5 separate regions of the Mus musculus genome follow, and regions 2, 3, 4 and 5 are each linked to region 1. A link is a contact called in public HiChIP or PLAC-seq, capture Hi-C and promoter capture Hi-C data. All regions are on one chromosome and are shown on one strand. Each heading gives the region's core, a stretch centred on a gene start, on an enhancer-like site or on the middle of the called end of the contact. The rest is flanking DNA. Distances are from core to core; before and after follow the strand shown. Region 1 holds the start of Lrrc38 (leucine rich repeat containing 38). Region 2 holds the start of Fhad1os1 (forkhead-associated (FHA) phosphopeptide binding domain 1, opposite strand 1). Region 3 overlaps Kazn (kazrin, periplakin interacting protein). Region 4 holds the start of Aadacl3 (arylacetamide deacetylase like 3). Region 5 holds the start of Pramel13 (PRAME like 13).

Evidence for each region. Promoter capture Hi-C pulls out the DNA fragments that hold promoters and counts their contacts. HiChIP or PLAC-seq counts read pairs in DNA pulled down with a chosen protein or histone mark. Capture Hi-C pulls out chosen DNA fragments and counts their contacts.
Region 2: a promoter capture Hi-C map of stem cell-derived epiblast-like cells shows a contact between it and region 1, with 10 times the contacts expected there. The contact joins the promoter of Fhad1os1 here to the promoter of Lrrc38 in region 1. A contact is called at or near these places in 6 of 39 promoter capture datasets (the 3T3-L1 cell line, 3T3-L1-derived adipocytes, cranial neural crest and 2 more).
Region 3: a contact with region 1 is called in an H3K27ac HiChIP or PLAC-seq map of extraembryonic endoderm stem cells, with 6 times the contacts expected there. The contact joins the enhancer-like site here to the promoter of Lrrc38 in region 1. A contact is called at or near these places in 7 of 39 promoter capture datasets (the 3T3-L1 cell line, the C10 cell line, hippocampal neurons and 2 more) and 3 of 115 datasets of contacts at active chromatin or transcription factors (embryonic stem cells and extraembryonic endoderm stem cells).
Region 4: a contact with region 1 is called in a capture Hi-C map of embryonic stem cells, with 3 times the contacts expected there. The contact joins the promoter of Aadacl3 here to the promoter of Lrrc38 in region 1. A contact is called at or near these places in 5 of 39 promoter capture datasets (embryonic stem cells, hippocampal neurons, liver and 2 more) and 1 of 9 other capture datasets (embryonic stem cells).
Region 5: a contact with region 1 is called in an H3K27ac HiChIP or PLAC-seq map of embryonic stem cells, with 4 times the contacts expected there. The contact joins the promoter of Pramel13 here to the promoter of Lrrc38 in region 1. A contact is called at or near these places in 7 of 39 promoter capture datasets (the C10 cell line, cranial neural crest, embryonic stem cells and 3 more) and 3 of 115 datasets of contacts at active chromatin or transcription factors (all in embryonic stem cells).

Annotation. Positions count from the first base shown.
Region 1 is chr4:143,348,268-143,351,117 of GRCm38.p6, reverse strand. Lrrc38 (leucine rich repeat containing 38) reads right to left here and starts at 1,368. Exons shown (of 2, transcript NM_001162983.1): 1 at 307-1,368. The coding sequence starts at 949.
Region 2 is chr4:141,981,620-141,984,469 of GRCm38.p6, reverse strand. It overlaps Fhad1os1 (forkhead-associated (FHA) phosphopeptide binding domain 1, opposite strand 1), which reads right to left and starts at 1,478. Exons shown (of 4, transcript NR_040672.1): 1 at 1,430-1,478; 2 at 1,102-1,244. It overlaps Fhad1 (forkhead-associated (FHA) phosphopeptide binding domain 1), which reads left to right. Exons shown (of 32, transcript NM_177868.4): 5 at 2,080-2,322.
Region 3 is chr4:142,172,985-142,175,834 of GRCm38.p6, reverse strand. The region is part of intron 5 of Kazn (kazrin, periplakin interacting protein); the gene reads left to right. Among named protein-coding and RNA genes, the nearest start is that of Kazn, 41 kb to the left of the region's middle. Within about 2 kb of position 1,479, at least 40 of the 459 cell types and tissues checked have an H3K27ac peak or open chromatin away from gene starts, as enhancers often do. A contact at or near this core is called in extraembryonic endoderm stem cells, where this site is marked.
Region 4 is chr4:144,462,254-144,465,103 of GRCm38.p6, reverse strand. It overlaps Aadacl3 (arylacetamide deacetylase like 3), which reads left to right and starts at 1,348. Exons shown (of 4, transcript NM_001085503.2): 1 at 1,348-1,545. The coding sequence starts at 1,375.
Region 5 is chr4:144,407,065-144,409,914 of GRCm38.p6, reverse strand. Pramel13 (PRAME like 13) reads left to right here and starts at 1,451. Exons shown (of 4, transcript NM_029948.2): 1 at 1,451-1,558.

The sequences.
Region 1 (2,850 bases), core at 119-2,618:
ACACCCACCTGTCCTGGGACCTAAAAGCTCCCAGAGAGGATGTGGACCATGATGATGGAGAAAAGGTGGGTAATAAGTGAAGAAAGAGAAACTTGAGAGAGTTCCGGGTGTGTTCTTTTAACACTCGTTGCCAACACATCTCAGACTTTCAGACAGCTGGTCTTATGGAGTTACACCACAGGGGTCCTCGTTCAGGGGACTTTCTGGTGAGCCCCAAAACGAGGCCTCACACATCCTGACCGTGCTGGATTCCTCCAGCGTTCCCTACCAGACCCAGCCTTGGCTTCCAGCCACCCTCTGGCTCACCTTTGGGCAATTTGGATGTGTTCTCCTGAATCCAGGAGAAGAGGTGAGCGAAGTCACAGTCACACAGCCAGGGGTTCCCGTCCAGGCGCACAGTGCGCAGTGCCGGCAGCGCATCCAAAGCCGCCACGTTGAGGCTGCGCAGGTTGTTGTCGTTGAGTTCCAGCACCTGCAAGGACTCCAGGCTCTCGAAGGCAGCCTCATGTACACCGGCCAGATGGTTGTTGGCCAGGCTCAGCTTGACCAGCCTCCCCGCCGAGCGGAAGGCGCCGGCCCCCAGCTGGGTGAGGTTGTTGTAGCTCAGGTCCAGAAAGGCCAGCTTGCCCGAGCCGCTGAACGTGCCCTCCTCCAGCGAGCGCAGCGAGTTGTTCCTGAAATCCAGATACACCAGATCTCCATGGAAGATGAAGAAGTCCTCGGGGATCTGCTGGATGCGGTTGCCGGCCACTAGCAGCTTGCGCACGTCCAGGGGGAAGGGATCGGGCACGCTGGGCAGCCCGCGATCGCGACAGTCCACGGTATGGGGGTCGGTGCAAGCACAGCCCGCGGGGCACGCGCGTCCCGGCCCGAGCAGCACCAAGAGGCTACCGAGCCCCAGCGCCGCAGCAGCGCCCGTGGGGTGGCGGGGGGCAACGCAGAGACTCATGGCCCGGGGGACTCCGGAGGACTCAGCTCGCAGCAAGGAGGACGCAGCGGGGCCCTGGCTCCGGGGCGCCGAGAGCCCCAGGGCAGCGGCGCAGGGCGGGGAGGCTGCGCCGGGGCGCGCGGGGGCGATGAGAGTGCGGCGGGGACAGAGCGACCCGGGGTGTCCGGGAGGCGGGGAGGGAGGAGGAAGATGAGAGGTGCTGGGCGCAGAATTTACCCGCACAGGAAACTGACCCTCTGGAACATTCAAAAGCACAGGTGGAGATCGTGGAGGGAGCCCAGAGCGACCCCACTCGGGCGGGGAAGTGGGACCTGTCGCACAGACCTGGCCAGCGGTGCTCAAGACTAAGTTCAGTGACGGATCCCTGGAGCGATTTCCATGGGGCGTGTCTGGGGCATGCGCCCAGAGCGCCACCCTCATCTCTGCCAAAGGGTCCCAGGTCACTCTAACTCGAAGTCCTGAACAAAGCCCGCAGGCTGTCAAGTCCCCGCCTGGGGCTGCGAAGTTGAGCTTTGGCTAGGCTCCAGGATGGTTGGGCTTCCCCTTCGACCCCCTCCTCCCACCTGCTTTTGCCCCACCTCCTGCAGGAGGAGGGTGTGAGCTAGGCGGGTGGCTGCCAAGGTCCCGCTGTGACTGGAAGGATAGCCAGGGCCAGTCAGCGTTTTCCATGCTGGTCCTGAGCTTGGAGATAGAACTGATTATCCTCCCAACACGAATCTTCTGTAGCTCTGAGCAAGGCCAAAGCAAGAGGTACTGGGGCAGTTTGGTGACCTGCAACCAGAGCCTCCAAGCGCCCCCTGAACTCCTGTGGAACCATCTGTGAAAAGGCAAGGGTGGGGACATCTCACCGCTCCCTTTGAGGACTGAAGAAGGCCAGAAGCTGTGTTTAGGAGTTACCAACCCTTCTTTCCCCATCAACCCTTCATTTTGATGGCCCAGGAAAGTGATCTGGTCAGAGAGATGCCAACGCTTAGAGCCCAGCTCCTCAGAGGTGAGGTTGGTCTTAGACAGTGATAGAATTCCTTCCCTGCCATTCCTCAAACCAACCCCGTATTCTACTCCTCTGCCGGGCTTTGAATGTTTGCTTTTTGGAAAAGCCCCTACACTGCTACAGGCAAATCGCCCTGCAGGTGGCTATTTTAATCCTAACACCCTGGAACCGAGAAGCTCAGCCCCTGGCCCAAAATAACCCACGGAACAGCTGTCAGTTACTGGCCCCCATTGACCCTGCCCCATCCCCTGGCACTGCTGGGGATTGGTGGAGCCAGCTATTCCGAAGCCTCAGAGCTAAGTCTGGGTATTTTTTTTCCCAGTTTGGAAGGGAGTTGGATGACCTCTTTTTCCAGTTTGGAAGCCAGTTGGTGCCTCTGAGCCAGGGATCAGGCAGTTGAGCCTTTGGGACAGAGCCAAAGGCCCAAGAACTTGCATGAGTTCCAGGAGGGGCTGGGTGTTGGGCCCCCTCAATCGCTCTTCCCTTGCACACACCCTGGCCACCAAGCTAGACCTACAGCCCCTGTCTTGTGTTCCGATTCTCACCAGGTCAACAGAATGTCTTGCAATTCCCAGTTTCCGGGGCTCTGCCTTTTGAAGAGGCAGTATAGGGTAAGAAAGGACTAGGGTGGGTGAAAGTACCTTAGCTACATTGATGTTGTTAAGGATGCAAGAAGGCAGCCAGAAAGAGCATGTGCCACCACTCTAAACTCTGCAAAAGCATCCTGAAAAGAATATTCTTGCTCTCTTTCAGCCTCAGGTTCTGTTCTGGGCTGGCAGAGCTGTAGGTTTAAATGTGTTCAGGTGTCTTCCTGTCAAGGGGTCTGGCTAGCTGCAGTCCTACACTGAGAGTCAGAGCCCCAATCCTTTCCCTGAGGTCTGGACCCGGTCCTACCACTGACTACAGAACC
Region 2 (2,850 bases), core at 229-2,728, 1.4 Mb after region 1:
TCCTGTGTCTCCCGTGATTTGGCTTGCATGGCATTCCCCTGTGGGTGCTTATACACAGCTACAGTCAACTCAGAGTGCTGTGGGCTGATGCTCTTAGGTGGTAGCAGCCGTAGGTCTGGGCCTTCAGCCAGATGGGGAAATGGCAAGCCCTGTTCGTGCAGTGTCTCCCCAGCAGAGCAGCCCCCAGGTCCCCAGGGCAGATACCACAGCATCCCGACAGCTTACTCAGAGCTCACTCTGTACTGTGACCTCTGCTAGCTTCCATCCATCCCCTGGAGCCACAGACTTGCTTGGTGGACAGTAGACATTGATACCACTCAGTGACAAAAGCCACAAAGTTTTTGTCACATTTGATCTACCGCTGTCGTCGTAACTCCTATTAAGGTGGGAACAAAGTGAAAACCGAATTGTTTTTGCTGTTTTGAACCTTTTATGCCCTGATTTCCCAAGCACCTTCAAGGACAAGTGGCAGTCAACAATGGGGGTGGAAAATGTTCATTAGCTAGTCTTATTGAAAGGCTGGCAAGCGGGGCTGAAGAGATGGCTCAGCAGTTAAAGGCACTGACTACTCTTCCAGCAACCATATGGTGGCGCACAGCCATCTGTAATGGGATCTGATGCCCTCTTCTGTTGTTTCTGAAGATAGCTACAGTATGCTTATAAACATAAAACAAGTAAATAGTTTTAAAAAAGAAAAAAGAAAGGCTATCAAGCCTCAGGCATGGTACATCCAGGATCTTCAGGGATGTCATTGGAATGTCCCCATTGCCTGTTCTACTCTTTGTTTTTCCTGCAGTTTGACAGTCCCCAGCAGGCTAGCTCCCTGTGCTGACCGGATGATTATGGTCAAGCTCTGTACTTAAAGTCCATGATACAAAGAGAGGGGGGAACCCCTGCCCCGACCCAAAATCCACACCAGAAACAACTGGTTGACCAGCCTGGGTCACAGGGACAGGAGCAGGAAGGACAGGAAGTGAGCTACTTGATTGACATCCACTCTTACCAAAGCCACCCGGAAGGAGCAGATGACATTCCCTTAAGGAGGGCATAGAGACCAGGGACAGCACCAGAGAGAACGAAAACCACGGCAGGACACTGTACCTGAAGGTTTGTTTACATCCAGTGCAGAGCCCAGCACACAGTAGGTGCCCAGTAGATCTCTGTGGCACAAAAAGATAATCAATTCTGTGCTGCTGAGTGTGGAGGCCCAGGGTGGCTCGCTGTGGATGAGGCTGGGTAAAATGCTGAAGATACAGAACAAAAGAAACAGAGTCTCCTGGAAGAGCTGTAACAGACATTCACAAGGACCCAGAGGTCCTTGGCAACGCCCGTGGGCTTCCTCGTGCCCGTGACACCATCTGTTTCCCCAGGCACACAGCTAGAATTCAGTTTTTCCCGTCTTTCCATCACTCTGAGAGGTTCAGGGTACCTGTTCCAGCTTTGGAGAAACAGAGACGTCTTGGTTCCCGTGTTTTCCTAGTGAGGAGGTACATTGGCTCCACCCGTGGGGAACTCCACCCACAGCTCCCCACCCCCCCACCCACCCGAGTGTTCACAAGCATTCAGTGTTCTGTTTCCTGATTCAACTCTGTTCGCTGAGTACATTTTCCCTGAGGCGGACAGAGGGAAACAGGGACTCCCAGAAGAAGAGAAAGAGAGAAATGACCTCTTCAGAATACATAAAAACTATTAAACTAATAATGTCCTCTTGATGGTCAGAGTGCATTCCCATGTATCCCAATCCATTTACCTGTGCTGGGTCTCCAACACCCTGAACATGGGCCTTGTAAGGGAGTGTGCAGAATGTCCTCTGACATTCCCAGGGGGCTGTGGTTTACCACATGAAAGTATTTTTTTTTCTGGGTAAAAAAAAGAGATTCTATTCCTGGGAGACTCCATTATAAGCATCTAGGTACGGATATGTGGTTCTAGCCCAACTCTCTTCTCTCCAGGCCCTCTGCCTGCCCTCTCCCCCTCACCTGCCTTTCCCTTAGTGACACCCAGTTCCTCCTAGATTGTAGAAACAGGCCCAGCTTGCCACCCACACCCATACCAAGCCTCCCTCTTGTCCCCACACAGGACGAGATCATTCTGCTCTTGGGGAGAGAGGTTAATCGGCTCTCTGACTTTGAAATGGAGTCCAAATATAAAGACGCTCTGATCATGAACCTGCAGGCTGAGGTGGCCGACCTGAGCCAAAGGTTGTCAGAGACAGCCGCTGTCGCCGCAGCCAGGCAGAGTAACAGGTGTGACCCGAAGCTCCAGGGCGTGGATGAAGGCGACGATCTCAGGCAGAAGGAGATTGAGAGCATGAAAAGCCAGGTAGGACTCTGGGACAAGCCCGTCAAAGCGTAGAAACACCACAGTCAGAGTGGAGCCCGAGCACAGATAGGAAGAGGGCATCTGGGACGTCACAGAGCATACGGACAGAAGGCCATCACAGGCCCTGTTTCCCAGTGCGGCATGTGTTGGGCCTTGGAGAATGTTCTTTAGATCTGTCACAGTCTTCTGACACCTCCCCCCCCACCCCGAGAGACTGTGGTGGTCCCTGGCTTCACCATGGGCAGTGTCATCAAATGTGTTCCCCACTTGGTCTCCATTTACCAGAAAGCTTCTATTCTCTGGAAACTAGATCCAAATTCCTGTTTTATAAAGATAGCAATTGGGCCGAGGAGATGGCTCAGCTCCTAAAGTACTTGCTCTGCAAGTGCAGGAACCTGAGTTCCATCCCTCCCTATGAAAACACAAGGCATGCAAAGTGGGTGGGGACTCACAAGGCCCCACCCCTGGATGAAGAGCCACAGGCAATCAGTGGCTGCTGTGGGCGGGACAATCAGTCTTTTCCAGGGG
Region 3 (2,850 bases), core at 230-2,729, 1.2 Mb after region 1:
ACAAAGAAAAGGAACCCATTTTTGTAAGCCATCTCTATGTAAAAAGACACTTCCTCTTAGCCCTTGTATCCTGGGCAATGTGGAGGGGCCGTGTACACAGAGTAGACCAGACCAGCCTGGAGCCAACTGGGTCAGTCTACCGTGTGTCAGGCTCGGCCTTGTATGAGCCATGGGAACTTGTGCTGACCCCTTAGGCTGACTGGGCTTCAGTTACCTCCATGGACATAGTCAGGATGAGGCTCTTTACCAGGCTGGCAAGAGCTGTGAAGAGTGTCCCAGCAATGTAGCTCAATTGGTAAGGTACCTGTCTGGCATGCACAAAGCCCCCGGTTCTGTCCCTCGCACAACATACACTGAGCATGGAGCATGGTGGTCCACACCTCTGAGCTCAGAGTCCTGGGCCTTGCTGGGTGGCCCATGGCTCCATTAGACTTTGGAATTCAAATCCCACCTCCAACATTAATTGGTTGTGTGGCTTTGAGCTCGTTAGTTACGTCGTCCCCTGACTCCGTCTCCTCACTTGTACAGTGAGGACAGGAGGGATAGCTCAGTCAGGAAGGGACTTGCAAAGCAAGAACAAGGACCTGAGGTCAATCCTAGAATTAAAAAGTCAAGTGGAAGTGGAAGTGCTCATTATTGCAGTGTTGGGGAAATGGGGACAGGTGGGTCCCTGACCAGTCACAACCTGCATGGTCTACTTGGAAAGTTCTAGGCCTATAGAAGAAGACCCCGGGGATCCTGGGGAGTGACACCTGCTGGGTGTCCTTTAGCTTCTACATATATGCACCTCCACACATACCTGCACACATACAGGCAACTGCGTGCGCGCGCGCGCGCGCACACACACACACACACACACACACACACACACAGGTTGGCATAATAATAGAACTTCTACCTAGACCAGTTGCCAGTGCTAATTAGAATAGCTCATTCCAGGCTCTGGGCTGGGCATGGCCCCGGGTACCTGAGAGACCAGCCAGCTGCCTGCAGTACCATCATCCGTGGCCAGGATTCTGCTGGATGGGATTGGAGAACTGAATTTTCTCTGGTCTCTGCTAGAGGCCTCACAGCCTCAGAGAAGTTGAAGAGGGCGAATCCGCAGGCCCAGGCCCAGGCCCAGCGTGGGAAGGTACAGAGATTTGATGATCTGATCCTCATCTCAAAACATTGTCACCCAAGAGACAGATCACCTAGCAAGCTGTCCCGGGTAGGACTTGGAGTAAACATGCCGTTAATTGGCCCCACAGATTTGTTTTTTGCAGGTTTGGGGATGGGGTGGGTGGGTTGGTAGGGGACCAGGTCTCTAGGAATTGCAGCAGGCCACACGTGTATAGTACATCACAGGGCAGTGCCAGCAGCTAGCCGGTCTGTCCCACTTCGACTCCAACTCTCGACTTCTACTTTATCCTGAGCTACACATTAACCTGGAGATAATGGTTGCTGGGAAACAGCTACCCCAGTCTGTCTCCCTGGCATCTCAGACCCTCCAAGCAGCGCTGTGTTTAACCATTTGGCTGGACACTGGGGGAAACATATGCACCTTACTGGGGGAGACTGGAGGATCAAAGATAAGAACTCAAGGGCTGAGCTTCCAGCCCTTGTGCAATGAGCTGTGTTAACACCCACCCACTGGCCAGGCTCTTGAGGTCCTAATGAAACTTTTATGGCTATGAACCAAAAGCTAGGGCTGAACGACAGCTCAGAGGCCAAGGCTTGTCTGGCTTGTGAGAGGCCCCAGGTTCCTTCTCCTGCACACAACCTTACAACCAACAGCCATCAAGAAAATGCCAACCCTAAGAGCGTGTAAAACATGTTTACTCTCAGTATCTTGTTCAAACAAAGGAGGATTTCATGAGGCTGGGGGAGGGGTGGGTGGAGGAGGGAGGCCCTCTCTCCCTTCACAGGGGGTTCTGACCCAGGACTACCACTTTGCACAAGAACCTCTATAATGGAGTGGCTCAGGGTCCCTCAGCTCTGGGGATGGATGTGAGCCTCAAAGGCTGGGGCTGGGCAGGTCCTAATGGTGGCTCAGCTGTGTGCAGTGTTGGCCTTCTGTGGAGGAGAGCCGTCTTCTCCCTGTCTTTGTTTCCCTGGGTCTTTTCCACAGTGCTGTCTGCCCAGGGGTCAGAGTAACACTCAGTGGGTTGCACAGAGCATGAGATTAGCTCACTGGTCCTATTGTCCTTCACTCCCCAGATATTCACTGGCCACCCACTCTGTTCCCCACACTGTTCCAGAAGCCAAGGATCCAGCAAATGGCAAAACAGAGAGCCACAGAGTAATTAGAAATAGCCCTGGTGCCTGGTGCTAAAGAAGAAACTACAAGAGGGAAGGGTGGGCTATGCCAGGGTCGGCAACTTTAGAAACTTCCAGAAGAAACTGACACTGATAATCTAGTCAGTACCTTCTGGGGCCAAGCCCTGCTGGGAATTCGTCAGATACCTATGGGGCTTAGGGACGGCCTTGGAAAATCATGGAGAGGGATAGATAACCTGGAGCACTCAGGACCCAGGACCTGGAGCACGAGTGGGAGCCCTGCTGTATACTCTGGTATGGCTGTGCACACTAGGTCTCAAGGGACAGACACCAGCACCATCTGTCACTTGAGAGATTTTATGAGCTAATACTTGCAGAGTGCTTACAGCAGTGGCCAGCCCATGTGCAAGCCCAGGCATTGTCACTCCTGGACAGGAGCCATTATCCCCATTTATTGTTGAGTAAACCATTGCCTAGAAACCACAGAGTCTGGATTTGAACCCAGAACTGGCACTTCTGGTCCATCAGGTGATGCCTAAGCTAAGAACTCGACGCCTGCTGCCCAGTGCAGCTGTGCCCTATGAACGGGGC
Region 4 (2,850 bases), core at 99-2,598, 1.1 Mb before region 1:
TCACCATTCTTACATAGGTCAGGACCCCCTTGCTTAGGGAATGGTGATACCCACAGTGGCCTGGATCTTTTCACATCAACTAAATTAATTGAGACAACCCTGAACAGCTGTGGCCACAGGCCAACCTAGTGTGAGCAATCCCTAATGGAGACTTTCTTCTCAGTTGATTCTAAGTTGTGTTAATTTCACAATAAAGCCAAACACCACAAGGAGGCAGGATATGGGACACATGCCCACATTGGTATGATTATATAGGAACTTCTTGCTAGAAAAAGCTGTTAAAACTGCCTTAACCTCTCACCTGACCTAGAAAGCAAGCATACTCAAGTGTCTCTGTTTTACAATGGAGAAAAAAAGCTCTTTATCAATCCCTCAGTTTAGTGGACATTGGCATAACCCTGAGAGTGACCCAGACCCTGATTCAGCCTCTAGGCTTAAAGCCACAAAGTTCAGAGCTAGCTTTTAGAGATGAACTTTTTAGAGATGGCTTAATAGTTATGATCACTAGATGCTCAAGCAGAGGACATAGATTCAATTCCCAGCACCCACATGGTAGGTCACAACCATCTGTAACTTCATTCCAGTGGATCTGAAGACTTCTTCTGGTATCCCGTACATCAGAAAGGCATGACACACAGACATACAGGCAGGCAAGATACTCATACACATAAGATAAAAATAAATCAATACATCTTAAAAGAGCAACATAAACAATTCTATATTTAAAAAGTGTGTTCTACAGTCAAGAGACAGGCATCCTGGGTGACGATAAAAGCCACAGATGAGAAGTAAGCAGTATGATGGGACCGGGACATGGGTCTATTGGTAGTGGGTACTGCCATTTTAAATATCTAACTAGGCAGAAGATGACATTTGAACAGCTACAGGCAGAATAGGAAGAATTGAGTCCAGTTAAGGTCTGGTATTTGGTGGGAGGGGGTTGCATAGAAAAACAGCAAGCTCAAAGGCCCTGGGGCCTCCTCATCTAGTTGAGGAATAACGAGTGTGGCAAGACTAGAATTAGGGTGTGGGCAGTAAGATCAAAGGGCAAGTGTCTAGTGACTACAGTAACTTTTTGGCTTACCCAACGCCCTATCTATAGTAGTGATGCCAGGATTCAAATAGGAGCTTCTGAGATCTCCTTCCATCTGAATAAGGTTATAGAAACCACTTTCTCCTCAGTATGGGCCCTGGCCAGGAACAACACCCTCCCCTTGGATCTGTGACATCTTGACTGGGCGGGGACAGTGCTTACAGGAAGCAGGGAGGTGGAGAGGGAAGCTGGTAATGTATAAGACACTGCTGATCTGCTTCGTCTTCCATGGCCTGTGGCAGATACAGATGATACTTGGCCTTCTCTGAGGTAGAGGCATCATGGTGGTTCTGGCCCTGACACTCCTTGTAGGTTCAGTTGCTGTGTTCTCACTGGGCAGTCTGCTGTGGGTGGTCGGCAAACACTTCTGGACTGAACACATCCCTGAAGGCATCACTCACCCCTGGAGGCTTCGAATCCTCAGTTGCTTATTTCATCTGACAATGACATGGGTGAGTCTCTGCTTTGCTTGCCTCCTTTGCCTGAAGTTAGGACAAATAAAATACTAGATGCTACAATACTACGTACACACAGTTCAAAGAATGTTTGCTTTCTCCATATTTCCATTACTGTAACAAAATATCCAAGACAAATGGACTTACAAAGTGAGAAGGTTTATTTAGGATCATGGTTTTTGAGGTTGCAGCTTGTGATGTCAGCCTGATTATGTTGAGAGAGGGAGAGAGAGAGAGAGAGAGAGAGAGAGAGAGAGAGAGAGCATATGGCTGAGGAAAATTGCTCATGTCTCAAGGAACAAAAAATGAAGAAGAGCTGAGGTACCATAGTGCCTTTTTTAAAAAGTAATTTTATATTTATCATACAAGCAAATTGACTTCTCCACATATTTTATTGTGTGTATATCAATAGACTTTGATCTGTTTTGTTTTTTTGTTTGAGGGAGGCTGTGGTTTATTGTTTGGTTGGTTGGCTGGTTTTTTTGTTTTGTTTTGTTTTGTTTTGGAGGGGGGTGTTTGTTTGTTTGTTTGTTTGAAACAGGGTTTCCCTGTGGAGTCCTGGCTGACCTAGACCTCACTTTGTAGACCAGGCCTGCCTCTGCCTCTACTTCTGCCTCCAGAGTGCTGGGATTAAAGATGTATGCCACCACCTCCTGGCTTGGGATTTGGTTTTATACTCTACCTTCTTCTATCAACCTATGTCCTCAATGACCTCTCAGTAAGCCTTTTGTTCCAAAGACTCTACCACTTACAAATAGCCTTTTTCACAAGGGCCTCTGAGGTACAGAGAATATGCAAATCATGGTGCCCAGAGGAAAAAGCTAACCTTTGTTAGCCTTCAGTACTTTGCCAAAGGTAAGGATGCATTTTTGAGCTCCAGTGACTACAGATCTGCTAGCAAGAGTCAGGAAGCAACAAAATGAGAAGAACAAAAAGCATATTAGGAAATTAGCTCAGAACTACAGAATGCAACTTTTTAAAAACAGTAAAATTTACTTATGTTGTGTGTATAGGCATTTCTTCTGTATGCATGACTGTTCACCATGTGTGTGCAGTACCTGCAGAGGCCAGAAGAGTGTTGTAGGATCTGCTAGGACTAGAGTTACAGATAGTTGTGAGTGGCCATGTGGGGGCTGGCAATTGAACCTGGGTCCTCTAAAAGAGCAGCCATTGCTCTAAACAGCATAGATCAGAACTTTAACATGTTTTTCATGCCTTTAAAAAAAAACTATTGTTTTAAGGCTAGGCATGGTGGCACACTTCTTTAATCCCAGCACAGTGGAGGTAGAAGAAGGTGGATCT
Region 5 (2,850 bases), core at 202-2,701, 1.1 Mb before region 1:
TTTTGTCACTCGAGAAAGGAGGTATCTCAGAGGTCCCTAAAACATAGGGTGGAAGATTGAGCCTACCAGCCTGCTGAGCTTTGATTTCTCCTAGGCTGGGCCTTCAGGATCCCTAGGAAGGCAAAGCCTAACAGTGTGTGCTATAGGAACCCAGATCCTCAAGTTTCCCCCTCTTGTGTGGACATCTGCCTGTTCCAGGAATCCTCCCACCTGGGAGAGGGTTTTATCTAGGCAAATATCAGTCAAGTCGCCTCACCAGTGGACCCTCAGAACCTCCTCAATGCTTCCCCCAGGGCCATTCAAGCGCAAAACAGGTTCCCTCCACAGCAATTTAGTTCAGAGGTTGAGCACCAGGTGTAGGAGTTCTTGTGCTCGCCTATGAGCATCAGGGAAACCAGGAATGTTAAACAGCTAGGGCTGTCTCTTCAAAGTGAAAGAAGTATAACCAGTTTTCTGCCCAGAAGGCTAGAGTCCTAGGGGTGGTTAGCCATACCCTGATGATCTTTGCACTAGACCACACCAGACCCTCCCCCAGACCCTTACAATGATGTCACACATAGTCGATCTCCAATACTCATCTTTATGGATGATGTCAAAGGTACTTTAGAAAGAATTTCAATGCAGTCCTGCTTTTGTTTGTTTGGTTAATTTGCTTTTCAAGATAGGGTTTCTCTGTGTAGCCTTGGCTGTCCTGGAACTCACTTTGTAGACCAGGCTGGCTTCGAACTCAGAAATCCGCCTGCCTCTGCCTCCCAAGTGCTGGGATTAAAGGCGTGCACCACCACGCCCGGCGCAGCCTTGCTTTATTATTGTGCACACAGGATTGTGCTAATTATCACCAATTAGCTTCCCTCACCAAGAGCAACTGTGCTGTACTTAAATATACGTAAAATAAATAAACTAACAGGTGTCAAAGTTTGAACCGAGCCTTGTTGAACTAGACTTTCTTCTGGCCTCTCAAGGATCTTTGATCCGCACTCTGCTGGCACGGGTGTTTGCAGAGACCCCTCACACGTGAATTCAATTCTGTGTGAATCACTGTGTCAAGATGGCACACACCTGTGATTCCAGCATTTCTTTTTTTTTTTTTTTTTTTTTGATGAAAGCAGAATTAGAGGTGAATTAGAGGCCAAGTCTGGGCTGTAAGAGACCCTATCTCAAAACAAAATAAATATTAAAAAGTAAAACTTGTGTTGCTCCTGCAATAACCCACGACACCAGGACTTGAAGTTTGTCTGCTTCTGTTCCTTTCAACTGAGTGAGAGGCCTTAGTTTTCTTCAGAGGATAGTTACAATTAGACACTTTAAAACCTTGGCGTCTTTGAATTGACCCTTAAGTCTGGAAAGCCTTCGGGTTAGAAACAGAAGCAAACAGCCACGCACAGACCAGCCGCATTTTTACGGAATGAGGGAAGGAAGGGGGAAAGGGGAGGGGCTAGAAGGAGGAGGAGTCTTAGTCTGCCCTGGTCAGGGGAATTCAGTTCTTTGGCGGATATTCCTACGCCCACTTCAGTAGAAGATCTCTGGCCTCCGGAGTTCAGCGGAGACTTCATTGCAGGTATTTATGACCATCCACAGGCAGTCATGACTCTCCAGAGTTATACAGGTGTCATAGTAAACAGACCTTATGTCTCTAGCAGTTCAGGAACGGTCCGGAGTAGCTTAAGGATCGGTGTGCATCCTTAAAAATGGGTCACGAACCTCAAGCATGCTTCACAGAAGGCATTTACACAAACCTAAAGGATTGGTGTGAGCCAGGCACTTGCCCAACTCCTTTGGTTGGTTGTTTTTTGTTTGTTTGTTTTTGTTTTTGAGACAGGGTGTCACTATGTATCTCTGGTTGCCCAGAGATCGGCCTGCCTCTGCTGAGATTAATGGTGTGTATAACATTGCTCAGCACTTCCGGGCTTCTGGGTTTTTGTTGTTTGTTTACTTATTTACTTATTGAGACAAGTTCTCATTAAGTAGCCCTGGCTGTCCTGGAACTCATTGTTGACCAGGCTGGGAGTGACCTCAGAGATCCATATGCCGTTCTCACTAAGTGTCATGATTAAGGGTGTGTCACTTTCCTAACATGCATCTTCTTTCTGTCTTTCCTTTCTTCCTGCCGTTTGATACAGGATCACTCTTCTATGTAGTTCTGGTTGTCCTGGAACTTTATATATAGACCAGGCTGAGTTCAAACTCATAGAAATCCTCCTAGCCTCCTGAGTGCTGGAGTTAAAGTTGTTTCCACAACCAACTGGCATGGCTTCCTGTTGCAATCCATGCAGTCTGCATGAGGCTGGCATAACATAACGTTTGTTTTACATTTCTCTTTTTTTTTTAAACTATTTTTATTTTATGTATTGAGTGTTTTGCCAACATACGCCTATCTACCCTGTGAGTGCCTGGTGTTTGCAGAGGACAGAAAGGGGGCAGCAGAGCCTCTGGAACTGGTTCTAGCCAGTTTTTGTTTTGAGGCAGTTCTGACTATGTAACCATACTTGGCTCAAACTCAGCCTTTCCGAGACTGGAGTGCTAGAATTACCCTTGTAGCAACATGTAGCAACTTTAAAAAGAAGGAATGTGCTCTAAAATAAGGTGAAAGGAGCCCGGGAGGGGAGGTGGCTCAGTGTAGCACCTGCCTACATACACAAGCCCTGGGTTTCATACATCCTCTCCCCCTCCTTCTTCCCTCCCCCATCATCATAATTTTTAAGATAAGGTCTCTTGGGTTCCAGGCTGGCCTCAAATTCACCATGTAGCCAAGGGATGACCCGTCTCTACCTTCCAATTGCTAAAATTACACACATGGACCAAGATGCCTGTTTTTAGGACAGCCAGGCCTACACACAGAGAAACCCTGTC